Regions from separate parts of the Callithrix jacchus genome. Here region 1 is linked to region 2. The links are chromatin contacts, called in public Hi-C maps. All regions are on one chromosome and are shown on one strand. The core of a region is the stretch at or near the end of the contact, and the rest is flanking DNA. Distances in the headings are between cores, read along the strand shown. Region 1 holds the start of NFIL3 (nuclear factor, interleukin 3 regulated). Region 2 has its middle 250 kb from the start of AUH.

Region 1 (6,885 bases), core at 2,550-5,049, 250 kb after region 2:
TGTGCCACCGCGCCCAGCTAATTTCTGTATTTTTAGTAGAGACAGGGTTTCAACATCTCGGCCAGGCTGGTCTTGAATTCCTGACCTCATGATCCACCTACCTCAGCCTCCCAAAGTGCTGGGATTACAGGCGTGAGCCACCGCGCCCGGCCTTAGTCTTTTATTTTTTAATGAATTGCTTGCCTAAACTGAAAATCAGGATATTTTACAAAAAAGAAAAAAAATGTCAACTTCCTTTTAAATAACTGGAGCTGTGGGCTCCTGGAAACAGCAACTGATGAGAGCTGAAAAACAGTCTTCTTCAATAAGTCACTTTTTTTTTGCCACAGTCCACAAGTGGCTAACGTCCTGAATTCTCATTATCTATCTGACTTTACAGCTACTCCTGCCCAGTGAGGTCCACTGGAAAATCCCTGGGACATATATGGCCTCTTAGGGATGTTCCAGCTCAAAACATTCTGCAGCTGTAGAAAATTATTACTATATTAAATTGTTACTAAACTACAAATTGCTAGTAAATTCCCATTTCAGTAAGGAGAAGTCACTGTTTCAGTCATTCTGTTCTCAAGCTGTAGCTCTTATATTTGCTTAGGCAGAAACCATGTTGGCAGTGTAATAAAATGAATAAGAATGTGGCTGACTGTCTTCTGCTTGTAGTTCTCATCCCTGTCCCAGCCACCTCCTCCCTTGCCCCTGCCCTCAATCCACCCCCAGCACTGAGTGGTTGCTGAAAGCAAGAACCCCTTCCTCCTCCTCCTGAGAACCTCACAGCCCAGCTTCACAATCAGGCACATGCGGATGTTTTCCTAGAGGCCTCCATACCCTGGTTCATTTGTTTCAGATATCTTAGGTTTTATGCTCCATTTACTCGGGTTAATCTGCAAATACCTACTCTGCGAATGCTCTAGTACATAATATTAGACACATCATCACTTGGGCCCTGGGGACGGATCCTTTATCCTATTGTTTAGTGGTTTCCTAATCACCAGGAGGAGCTAAAGAGTTGTTTTCTAAGCTGGTATCTCAGATACCTTTTACACTTCCTCTGATATTCAAGTTAGGTGGTAACAATGAATGGTGCACAAATGTAATGCATACACAATCTAAATGCTCCAAGTAACTACAGGAGCATCAGATTTCAAAATTCAGCATAAAAAATAAGTTTCCAGGTTCAGAGAATTCCTCTACCATCACTGTCTGGGGTGGCTCCAGGCACGTTCTTTACCTATCTCGAAGGTGGAGTTGTTGTTAAAGAAAGACATTTACGGCCGGGCGCGGTGGCTCAAGCCTGTAATCCCAGCACTTCGGGAGGTCGAGGCGGGTGGATCACGAGGTCAAGAGATCAAGACCATTCTGGTCAACATGGTGAAACCTCGTCTCTACTAAAAATACAAAAAATTAGCTGGGCATGGTGGCGCGTGCCTGTAATCCCAGCTACTCAGGAGGCTGAGGCAGGAGAATTGCCTGAACCCAGGAGGCGGAGTTTGGGGTGAGCCGAGATGGCGCCATTGCACTCCAGCCTGGGTAACAAGAGCAAAACTCCGCCTCAAAAAAAAAAAAAAAAAAAAAAGAAAGACATTTACTAACCATTCTACAACAGCTTTGAAATTCCATGAAATTATTCAAAATGCAGAACAAGGTGAGAACACGTGGAGAGGGTAGATTATGCAGGGCAGCTCTGGATTTCTAGACACTAGCTACATTTCTGACCCTGAAAAGGCAACCGATTTATGGATATGATTTTCGTTTCATCTAAGGGAGGTTTTCAAAGCTATAAATAGGCATTGTGAACTTTTGGCAAAAAAGGAAAGTATCAGTAAATCTGAGAAAAGTGGCCAGGCGCAGTGGCATGCACCTGTAATCCTACTACCAGGGAGGCTGTGGCAGAATGAACCTTTGAGCCCAGGAGTTCCAAGCCAGTCTGGACAACATAGTAAGACCCTCACCTTAAATATTATATATGTATTTGAAAAGTGGAAATTATAAACTAAAATCAGGATTTGTTCTCTTGAAAGTAGTCAAGTTTGGAAGAGGTGTAGTCGGGAGGATGTGATTCTTGCATTCCTCAGCCAGGCAAGGTGGTGTCGGGGAACACGATAAGCCAATATTGTCTGTCTGAGTTTTCGCAGCCTTGTCAGTAGAGATGTACTACCAGATAAGTTACGAACAAGAGTGAGTTCAAAACCACAGCATTGCCCTGGGAGGCTTTCCAAAAACCCAACTGATAGGTAATAAATATTTTAAAAATATGACTCGGGTGCTTATATTAACTGTGTGAGAATCGGAAAGGTAGAAGAGACAAGCTTAGGGAGTAGATCTGCTGCTCATGGTGGACACTAGGGATGGTACCTGGGCGTTCACTCTGCTCTTCTCTTTACTTTGGTGTTTGATTTTTTAAAAAGAAAGGGAGAAAAAGAAGTGGAGAGTCGTGGAGGCACTCGTCCCAGCCCCCAAGTAGTTCAAGCGGCGCAGGAGGGAGGTGGCTGGAGGAGGTCCTGCCCACCTGCCACACTCCGTATTTGGGCAAGCCTGTGAGTCACTGTCGGGAACAGGGCTCCCTTCGCCAAGGCCAGCACTACCCCACCATCCATTTATCGACGCAGGCAGTGTGCTGCGTGCCTCGACGGTCTAGCCCAGTGCTAGACTTAAGAAGTCGCAGCTAGGTGCTCTTTTTCCCATTTTTTTTTTTTTTTTACATCTCTTCAGTAGCCCGGGAATTTTTGGAAGAGAAGACGACCGCATCCAGTTAGAGGCCGAAATTACACTAAACATCTATTAGCTCAAGATCACAAGAAGAGATCCCGCGCGGTCATCTCAAGCCCCAGCACCCAACGCCAGTGGGCGTCCCAGCCCGGCGCACCGAAGCGCCGACCTTCACATCCTCCCAGGAACGCCGCACCCGCGTGGTGGGGGAGGGGGGGTGGGGGGGGGCAGATGGACCTCGACTAGCCTCGTTTTTCAGGCCTGTTACGCAACAACTTTGCAGCCGTCATCTTCGCCCTAATTGTGCAGGGGGCGGTGTTTGCGCGTGGAGCTTTTCCTCCCGGCTCCGGGCCGTCGCGGCTCTCAAGAGAGGTGCCGGGGCACTTTAATCGCTGCCTCCGCTGCGCAGCCCTGCGCAGCTGCCTCGACGGGCCAACCCATTCCCCGCCGCAGCGCGCCCCGAGCGTTGGCAGCTTGCCAGCCGCCACCCCCCGCCTTCCCTCCTGCCCATCACAAGGCAGAGGGCTCCTCTCGGGAGTGTGCGGGGAAGGGGAGGCCGAGGTCTCCGCCACGCCCGGGTAGCCGCAGCCCGCGGTGCTCGGTCGGCAACAGGTAACCGGGCCGGCCGTGGCTCTCGGGAAGACAAAAAGCGTCTCTGCGAGCGAGTGCGGGTCGCGGGGTGCGCAGAGCCACCGCGGCGACTCTGAAGGATGAAGGAAGCTAAGAGCGGACGGGGCGGGGAGGCTGTGGGCTCCGGTGCTCCTCTGCAGCCTCGCTTCGGTCGTGCGGGCCACGCGGGCCATTGCGCAATCGTCGTTACGCGGGGCATGGGGCGCCGGCCTTCGCGGGCGCTCGGACAGTGGTGGCCGCCACCGGGAAGGAACGCGAGCTGGTAGTGGCGCCGCCGCGGTGGGGAGCGGAGGGCGGGGACGCAGGGGCGGGGCCGCGGAAAGCCCGCCCCGGCCCGCCCCTGCCGCCGTGGCCATTGGCGGCGGTCCGGGGGCGGGTGCCGGCTCGGCGATTGGGGCCGCGGCCGCCAGTCACGCGGGGCGGGCGGGCGGCGACGTAGCGCGGCGCTCGGAACTGACCTACTAACACACATCTCTCGGCGCGGCCACGGCGCCCGCGGACCAGGCGCGCCCGCCAGCCTCCCGCGCCGCGCCCTCGCCGCCGCCCGCCTCCCGCCGCGGCCTCGGAGGCCCGGCCCGGCCCGAGCCCCGAGCGCCGCCGGCCCGGCTCCCGGCCGTCCCTTTCTTTCTCCTCGCCGGCCCGAGAGCAGGAACACGGTAAGCGCTCCGCCCACCGCCGGCCGGGGGCCCGGCGACCGCTCCCCGGGCGCGCTGCGGGCGGGCGGGTGGGCGCCGGGTGCTGGCCGCGCTGTGTGCCGTGTCGGGCTGTACGCTGCGCTAGCCAGCGGCGGGGAGTGCGCGCGGGGCATTCATTACATAAACTTTTGCTGCCCTGTCAGGATGGGACTCGCCACCTTAAGGTGGCTGCTTTGATTGCAGCGCCCTCGCGCCGGCACGTAGTCCTGGCTGCTGTTGCATAATGTCTCCTGATTTCAGGAAAATTGATGTTTTGGTGGAGAAGAGCGCCAGGAAGGCTAAGCCCTCCCCGAGCGGGAAGATGCTCTTTCCTCTCTAGTGTCTTTCCTTTCTCCTTCCTTCTCTGGGGCCGGCGGCATAGAGGCGGGGAGAGGAGTGGGTTGAGGAATGGGGAATAGTCTTGATTTGCTTGGTGAGGAAAAGGGTTGGTAGCGTGAACGGTGACGGCATTCGGAGAATGCCTGCGCGGCGTTTGTTTGTGTCAGGGGCTGTGTCTGCACAGACGTTTTCCACCCTGTTTGTCGTCAGCTTGTTTTACAAGCCCTCGGGAAGGTTGTGGGATTTGTCCTTTCATACATTGCATAATCTGCCCACGGTGAAATGTTGGCAAGGATTGCGGGCTGATGTGGGAATATGCTCGTATGTGTGGAATGATTTGATAATTGAGGCGCAGCGTTATTAGATCGTTATTTACGTCTGTATTACGTCCCAAATAAACGGGTTTCAAACGATACTACAAAACCTAAAAGCAAGAATTCCTCGGGTTGAATTCTGATCTTGGGTACTACTGGGGTTCGCCCTTTCAGTGTTCTCAGCTGTTATTTTTAAATCTAGGACGAACCATTGTGACGTTTACCTCCCCACCTTCCTAATTTTAATGCATTCCATTCGATCAGCCCCTTTTCTCACCTTATTGTCATCGCTTTTTCAAACACGACAAGACAGATCACATAATAGTTTCCTGGAAATGTTGCATTATGTAACTGCTGAATTTGCTGGCAGTGAGCATAGAGAGAGGGAGCTAATTACGTGATTTTATAATCTTGCTACAAAGAAAGTAGGACAGTCTCAGCCTTTAAGAATGTCACTATAACAGTTTTTTTTTTCCTTAAGGATATTTTGAACAGAAAAGTAGACAACCGGGTAAGCATGGAGTTTGCTCATGCTGCCGAATGTGTGTCTTTTGCCCTAAATGAAACGCGCGTTCTTCTAAATTTAGCCCTATCACATTTTAACAATTGTGGCCTCGCAGTGCTATTTCTGGTGTTTTCTCTAGGGCTGTGTGCAAATACAAGTTCAAGGCCATTTGCTGTAGTTTTAACTCCACGCCTTCGGAGACCTTTGATAAGATTGTATTTTTAGGAAGGCATTTCGCAGCGCCCGGTGATTTGCTGGATGCTGGCTCCCATTTATGTTTTTAAAGGACACTTTAGGAAACTGCCGTTCTCTGAGAACAGCAGGGAATGGCCAAGTGTCATCTTCTGTTCTTGGCTTTTGTAAATAACAACAGTAAATGAGGTCAGAAGTATTTATTTACCCTCAGAACAGATATGACCTATGGGAAACAGATATAGGTTAGTAGATTGTGTTTCTGTCTGGATACCCTAGTTTTACTCATGTGAAGATGTATGAATATGTAATTTGCCCAAATATTAAATTTCTTCCTGGACTGTTACATAGTGATGTGTGAATATAGGTAATTAATGTATGTATATGAACAGATTTCCCCCCCTAACGAAACATTTAAATTAAGTGCAGGGTTTTTTTGGGGGTGGGGGGTGGGTGGACATCTCTGGGACAGAGTATCTTACTCCAAATAATTGCAGTCGCTTTGTAAGTAGCTAGTTGCTCTAGGTCCCCAGCTTCGGACCCCGACCTACTTTGCAAGCTCGGGTGGGAGTCCCGGGCCTGTAGGGACCGCGTGGCGCCACCTTTCGATCGCGACCTTCCAGTGGCGCGTCCGTGCGGCCCCCAGTGCGCCGCTCCCTCCTGCGGACCGGTGGGGTCTGCGGGAAGCCAGGGCTGGGGGCGGGTCTGGTAGTGGCGGGCAGGAACCTCGGGTCGGGACCGAGAAGCGCCTCCAGGCGGTAGTTGGACTGGGGCTGCTCGGTGGCCTGCGCTCCTCCTCCCTGCCCCCTCCCCACATTCCTTTGTTCTGGCGCAGGGGGTCCTCCCGGCGCCGAGGCCCCGCTGCGCCGCCCACCCGGAGGGAGGAGGGTCTCTGAGAGGCGCCGCGTGGGGGCGCGGCCCGTGGAGCCCGGGCGCTAGGGACCGGCCGGGGCCGGCGTGCGGGTGCACTCTGGGTTCGCCCGGGCCGCGGGAGCCGGGGAGTCAGGGAGCCGGGGATCCCGGCACTCGCACGGAGAGGAAAGGGGCAGCCCGGGCGACCCGGAGCGCCTGTGTCTCGGCGGCCCTCTCTCATATGGGGCAAATCTAGGGGCCTTGACTCCGCGCCTGTTTTGCGGTGAGGTTCTGAAACCTGCAGACACCTTTGTTCCAGGAGTCTTCATTGTATTTTTGAGCCAAGCGTGTCTCCGTTATGGAAGTGAAAAAGACCTTAAGGAAACCTCCAAAGGTCCACCGACCACAAAAATTGGTGGAGGGGGCGCTCCAGTATTGATAGTGATTAAAAGGAAGGCCTCAGCTTGACTTTGGCCAGTTGAGCCGATGTTTTTTTTACCTTTAATTTATGTGGTCAAAGGCTAAAGTAGAGAGAACACTGATCTCCAGAGTTCAAAATAAAATCAAAACGCCCAAATAGACGCTGCTGTCCTAATGTAAAACTACAGTCGTTCATCCTGGCATAAAGACTTTCAAGATTGTACACATGCAGTAATTCACAGTGAATTCATGGAGA
Region 2 (6,405 bases), core at 2,890-5,389:
AAGTCCTGGAGCCCAAGGCTGGGGATTCTGGAGTTGAGGAGTGTGTCCCAATGCCAGCAGCTAGGTGAACACATTCTCCCTTTCTCTGTTTTTCTTCTTTCTGAGACCCCAGCAGATTGCCCTGTGTCCTTCCACACTGAAGGCACAGCTTGCCCACCTAGTCCACACAAAATCACACTCTAAACCTCCTCTGGAAACACCCTCACAGACACACCCGAAAACAATGTGCCACCAGACTTCTAGATATTCCTTAATCCAGTCATGCTGACACCTAATATTAACTGTTTGACTGGTATTATCCTTTTGCTCTGCTACTTAACTTTTGCTGACTAGGTATGTATGAAATGGCACCTCATATAGATTTTTAAATTTGCATTTTTTATTTGGCATTAATTTGTGTTTTCCTGATTACTGGAGCAGTCAAACACGTTTTCACAGTTTCTGGTCATTGGGGTGTTTTTCCATGAATTGAGTCTTCCCATGAATTGAGTGTTTTCTGGCCATTTCTGTTGAGTATTTGCTCTTTACATCTTCTGAATACTAATCCTTAGGTGGCCAGATGAATTGAAAATATCTTTTCTAGTATATTGCTCAACTTTTAACTTTCTTTAGAATATCTGTCTTACAAAATCTTTTTTTGTTTGTTTGAGACAGAGTTTCGCTCTGTTAGTCGGGCTGGAGTGCAGTGGCGTGATCTTGGCTCACTGCAACCTCCGCCTCCCAGGTTCAAGTGATTCTCCTGCCTTGGCCTCCCAAGTAACTGGGTTTACAGGCACGTGCCACCATGCCAGGCAAATTTTTTGTATTTTTAGTAGAGACGGAGTTTCACTGTGTTAGCCAGGATGCTTTCGATCTCCTGATCTTGTGATTCACCTGCCTCAGCCTCCCAAAGTGCTAGGATTACAGGCTTGAGCCTCCGTGCCTGGCCTACAAAATCTTTTACATTTAACACAATGGAGTTAATTAGCTTTTACATGATGGCTTGTGTCTTGTTCAACAATTCTTTCCCCATCCTAAGGTCTCATAAATACCAGACAATATTTTCCTACAAAAATTTAAAGTTTGGCTTTCACATTTAGGTATTTAATGTAGAATACATTATTTATCTACATGGTATGACGTAGGAAAATAAAATGCACCTATTTTTCTATAGGATAGGCAATAGTCCAGCACCATCTATTAAAAGTTGATGTTTATGAATGCGATGCACTTCTGTGACATACCATCGCAGTATGTATAACATAGGAAGAAGTCTGTTTGCAGACTATTTTCTCTATTGGTTGATTCTTCTAAACACATTTTAAAAACAAATGCTTCTTGGCTGGGCGCGGTGGCTCACACCTGTAGTCCCAGCACTTTGGGAGGCCAAGACAGGTGGATCACTCGAGGCCTGGAGTTGGAGACCAGCCTGGACAACATGGTGAAACCCTGTCTCTACTAAAAATACAAAAATTAGCCAGGCATGATGGCACACACCTGTAATTCCAGTTACTCAGGAGATTGAGGCAGGAGAATTGCTTAAAACTGGGAGGTAGAGATTGCTGTAAACTGAGATTATGGTGCTGAATTCCAGCCCAGGTGGCAGAGTGAGACTCTGTCTCAAAATAAACACACACAGGCACGCACACACACATACACACACACCACAAATGCTTCTTTAAAACCAATATATTCTATTTTTAATATTTTATGCTTTATGCTGTCATGTGTGCAGATACATTAAATCAGGTTGAGAAATTACATTCTTGTATCACAATAGATGAGTCCTAATCTACTAACCTTATCATCTGGGTAGCAGAGCTGAATGCAGAAGGATGCATGACCAGTGTTGTTTTCTCTCACTTCTGAGAATTATCTTAGGAGGAGCTGGGATTCTTGAGGGTCACCCTCCTAGGAAACCACTCAGTAAATAATTTGATTGATAGGCAGTTTCCATTTATCTACAAAATGAGATTACTCTTCATACATGAGACATAGTCCTGCAAGTCCTAAGAGAGTTCATCGTGCATCCTGTTATTTTTCTTTTCTTTTTCTTTCTTTTTTTTTTTTTTTTTTTTTTTGAGATGGAGTTTTACTCTTGTTGCCAGGCTGGAGTGCAGTGGCGTGATTCGGCTCACCACAACCTCCGCCTCCCGGGTTCAAGCAATTCTCCTGTCTCAGCCTCCCGAGTAGCTGGGATTACAGGCTTGTGCCACCACTCCTGGCTAATTTTTGTATTTTTAGTAGAGATGGGGTTTCACCATGTTGAACAGGATGGTCTCAATCTCTTGACCTCATGATCCACCTGCCTCAGCCTCCCAAAGTGCTGGGATTACAGGCATGAGCCACCGCACCTGGCCCTGTTATTTTTCTTTTAGAACTTCCTAGCTTTTCTTGACGAGGCATCCCATCATAAAATTTAGCATTGCAAAGCTTCTGAATTGTTGGGTAATGAATTCAGTCTTCAAATATTACATGAGGGAATCATTGTGGTGAGGGGCAGGGCATATCTTGGATTAGTTCTATTGTGTGAAATAAGATGTACTTGAGAAATCATCATTTTTTCCTTTTTCTATTTGATATGTTTTGGGAATTAGTTGTGACAGTGTCTGTGGTGGGCAGAACCTTAGGTGACCTCCCCTGGGGTCCCCACATCTGGATGTTCACGCCTTTGTGTGACCCACCCCTACCTTAGACTGTAGTGTGGCTTGCTTAAAGGTGATGGGCCGTCACTCTGGTGGTGAGGGTATATTAGATTAGACTCTGCTGCCCGCTCACGTGCTCTGGTCCCTTTCTCCCTGGCTGGCTTTGAAAAAGCAAGTTGCCATGAGTCAGTCCCAGACACGCAATGACACAAACTTTGTTCACCACCCGCCCCCAGTGAGCTTTCACAACCAAACCCTGCGGACATCATGATTTCAGCCTGAGAGACCCTGAACAGAGGCCCAGTTGAGCAGTGCCTGTACTCTGACCCCCAGAAGCTGCGATATGATACATGCATGTTGTTTTAAGCAGCAACAATATTTGCAGTAATTGTTATATAGCAATAGAAAACTAATACATTGACTTACAGATGATTTCTGAAAGTCACTTTCCTAGCTAATGCATAAGTTGGTTGGAATGTTCCAACCAATTCCACCGGGTTTGTTTTATCCAGATAGGAGATATGAGAATGTTTATAGTAACTCTTTCCCAGGGCATATTACATTAACTTGTAGTTGAATGCTCACACGTGGTTCTAAAACATGCGCTAGTTCCTACTTTCCCTTGCCTGTTTTATTTGTTCTCAATGTCAGATGACTTGGGCTTGCAGCCCCAGCAGGGAAGGGTTCTTGTCTTTCCAGGTCACTGCTGTATCCCCCAGTAACCAGCGAGGTCTGGGTACACAGAAATATTGGTTTAGGAAATATTCGTTAAAGAACTAGGTAAATGAACCCAAATAGTTGTTATCATATTCTTAATAGTGTTATAATTCTCTGTCTCAGACTCTAGGGTAAACGTTTTATGTACATTATCTCCCTCGATCACTACAACAGCCATGCTGGATAAGTGGGACCAGTTTCCTTGGACAAGTGGAGAACTGGGGTTCCCAGAGTTTAGTGACCACCAGAGGTCAAACAAATTCAGTGGCAGCACTGGAGATCGGACAGATTCTATTTAAAATACTTCTCTAATTTAAGTATATTTAAGAACACACACACAACGCACATATATATACACACACATTGACATATACATGGACCTAATATATATACAGCACATATTTCTATATAAATACATATATTTGTCCTATACATTTATAAATAAAATTTTATTTTATTTTCTAAAATTATATATACATTTAGCACAAGGATTGAAATTCCTCTCCGTCTACACTGATCTCCCTCTCGAGGGAGTGCAGTTTGACAGCCCGGCTGCCCAAAGCCTTTTCCTGCCTGTGCGGTCCGCGCGGTGCCTCCACGGGCTGTAGATGGCGCTCGAGTCCCGGCAGCGCCCGCTCCTCTGCGCCCTGGGAGCGCCTGTGTTGACTCCCGGCGCCCTGGGCTGGTGGGAGAGCGTATTTTCTCACAATACAGATGGGTGGTTCCATTATGGCCGCTTCTTCATCTGTGAATAATTTCATGTGAAGAGAAGTGCTTGCACATGTTTTAACTTCTAACCGCGATTCAGGGCCTCTGCTAACCTCCGGGAGAAAAGTGGGAAAAGGTGGGGGGCTTCTCGCAGGCCTGCTCTTGCCCGGGGAGCGGGGAGCCGAGGAAGGAGCGCGGAGGCGGAAGCCCTCTCTGAGCCTCTAAAGGACTCACGGTTACCTCGGTAATCTCCCAACATCGGTTATTAGACTCTTCGCAAAGAGGAAACGGCCTCGGGTAGAACTGTCCTAAAGAAAGAGAACAGCCAGCCCATCTCCACCTGGGACACTGAAGGAGAGAAGACAGCAGAGATCTCTGTGCGTGTCTTCAGCTGCTCCTGCGACATGCCGACACCTCGTTTTGGAGGGCGTGACCCCGGGAACTGCGTGCTGTGGCCACGGCGCTGATGTCCCCAACCCCTAGTGGGGCAGCAGGCAGTGGGACCCCTCCCCCTCGCCCCGTGAGTGCTGGTGCCTTGGAGGAGCCACGTGATGTATTGGGTGGCTCTGCAAGGGAAGGTGGGGGAAATGGTGTCGCAGGGGTCTTTGATATTGTAAATAATTTATGTGTCATCTTAAATAGCGAACTCTGGAAAAATATTAGATGAAATGGGATCCAACTAAACATAAGCCCACAAGGTGTGAAATGTGAGCTGTTGTATTTTACATCGAGGCCAGCGTGAACAGATTTTAAGTCTGGATTCTGTAGGGCTCCATGGCAAGGGGGCTGGTGGGGACACCCAGAACAGACACTTCCTACAAGGCTGAGGGTGCCCTGCTGCCTATCCCAGCACTTCTGGTTCACTACAGTTTGGCTGCCAGGAAGGCTAATGTCCAACACGCCGTCTTTTGGCATCACGTAACTGAAAGAATCAGTTCTAGTAAATTTAGAAATTTACCAAGAGCTGGAGTCCCCTTTTCCTTAAACCCACATGCTGGCGGGAAGTTATTGGGGGTCATAATAAAACACTGAATGAGACAAACACTATGAAATTAATTACACTAATTTTTGTTGTAGTAGAACCACAAGCCTTCATTTGCCCAATGAAAAAATACATATTGAGGCAGAACTATACGATTGGCATATTAGGTCTGAAATTAAAGGCCTGGGACCATGAAATTGTCCTTTAGTATCTGGGGCTGAAAAGATTTTTAACCATTTTTATATGAGACCACAGATTATTTATAATTGACTGACTTAAATAGTCTAACTGATATTGTTGAGGTAACTTTAAAGCCTTTTATTGAATGACTCATCCAGGATGCTTTGAATCTGGAAGATTCTGCCTCTAACAGACTTCCAACCACTTCTCCAGAACAGGTGGCTTAACACTCCCTTCCCCCAAAGCCTATCCAGATGTGAACACACAATGCAGAAACCATCTCCCCTTTATGCAGCATACTGGAGGTAAGGACTGTGTTAACCATGAGTCCGTTCAGACTTAGAAAGTGCTCAGTCCATGTGGATGGATTAAAATTTGAGATGAGCGCCTTTCATGAACACTCCCTTCGTGGAAGCCGTCTTTCTCTCTCCTGGATTTTCCCTCTGGAGTCCCCTTCCATGAACACTCCTTTCATGAAAGCCTGTCTTCCCCTCCTAAAAACTCCATCTCTCTATTCCCTTCCACTCAGTGTGGAAGCTGCTTTCCTCTCCTGGATTCCATCTTTCTGGATTCTCTCACTCAGTGTGAAAGTTAGCTGTTTCTTTTCTCTCTCTTTCTCCTGTTTCTCTCTCTCTAAATAAACCACTTTCTACAAACAAAACAAAAAAAAAAAGAAAAATAATTGAGATGAGTTTTATAAGGTAGCCCAAAGGATAAATCGACCTCATTTCCTTCTACTTCTATGCCTCCAGAGATCCCTCCTCATGCTTATTAGGGTATGAGAAGAAATTACTTGTTAAAACACAAGAGTGGGACAGTAAAACGATAGAGTGTTTAAAACCTTTTATTCCTTTGCTTTTCTGGAAGCAGAGACTTGTAGACTATTGTTTTATTGTTTGTCAAATATTTTGCAGGTGTGAAATTAATAATGAGCCCGGCAACTGTGCAAGATGCTGAGGATACAGCAAACAAATGCAGGGACTGTATCTTCTGGAGCTTGCAGCCTCACAGGAGGACAGTCAATCAAACAAGCACAGAGAGGGGAACATTTAGTGACAGAGGGTGCCTTCCCTAGACAGAGGTTTTTTTGAGGAACAACATCCTCATTGCACAAATACTGCAGTGCTGTTGACTAAGTCCCTCCCTTTCTTCTCTTGGCCCCACATTCTGTTCAGGTATGTGGAAAATCCTGTG

The links. Hi-C and Micro-C count contacts between places; a contact is called where the count stands out from the background.
Region 1: a contact with region 2 is called in a Hi-C map of induced pluripotent stem cells, with 2.2 times the contacts expected there. The contact joins the promoter of NFIL3 here to the enhancer-like site in region 2. A contact is called at or near these places in 2 of 3 Hi-C or Micro-C datasets (induced pluripotent stem cells and skeletal muscle).

What each region holds. Positions count from the first base shown.
Region 1 is chr1:74,266,932-74,273,816 of calJac240_pri, forward strand. NFIL3 (nuclear factor, interleukin 3 regulated) reads left to right here and starts at 3,800. Exons shown (of 2, transcript XM_002742704.6): 1 at 3,800-3,989. It overlaps AUH (AU RNA binding methylglutaconyl-CoA hydratase), which reads left to right and starts at 3,069. Exons shown (of 10, transcript XM_078365598.1): 1 at 3,069-3,315.
Region 2 is chr1:74,018,947-74,025,351 of calJac240_pri, forward strand. No RefSeq gene overlaps it. Among named protein-coding and RNA genes, the nearest start is that of AUH, 250 kb to the right of the region's middle. Within about 2 kb of position 4,140, at least 2 of the 16 cell types and tissues checked have an H3K27ac peak or open chromatin away from gene starts, as enhancers often do.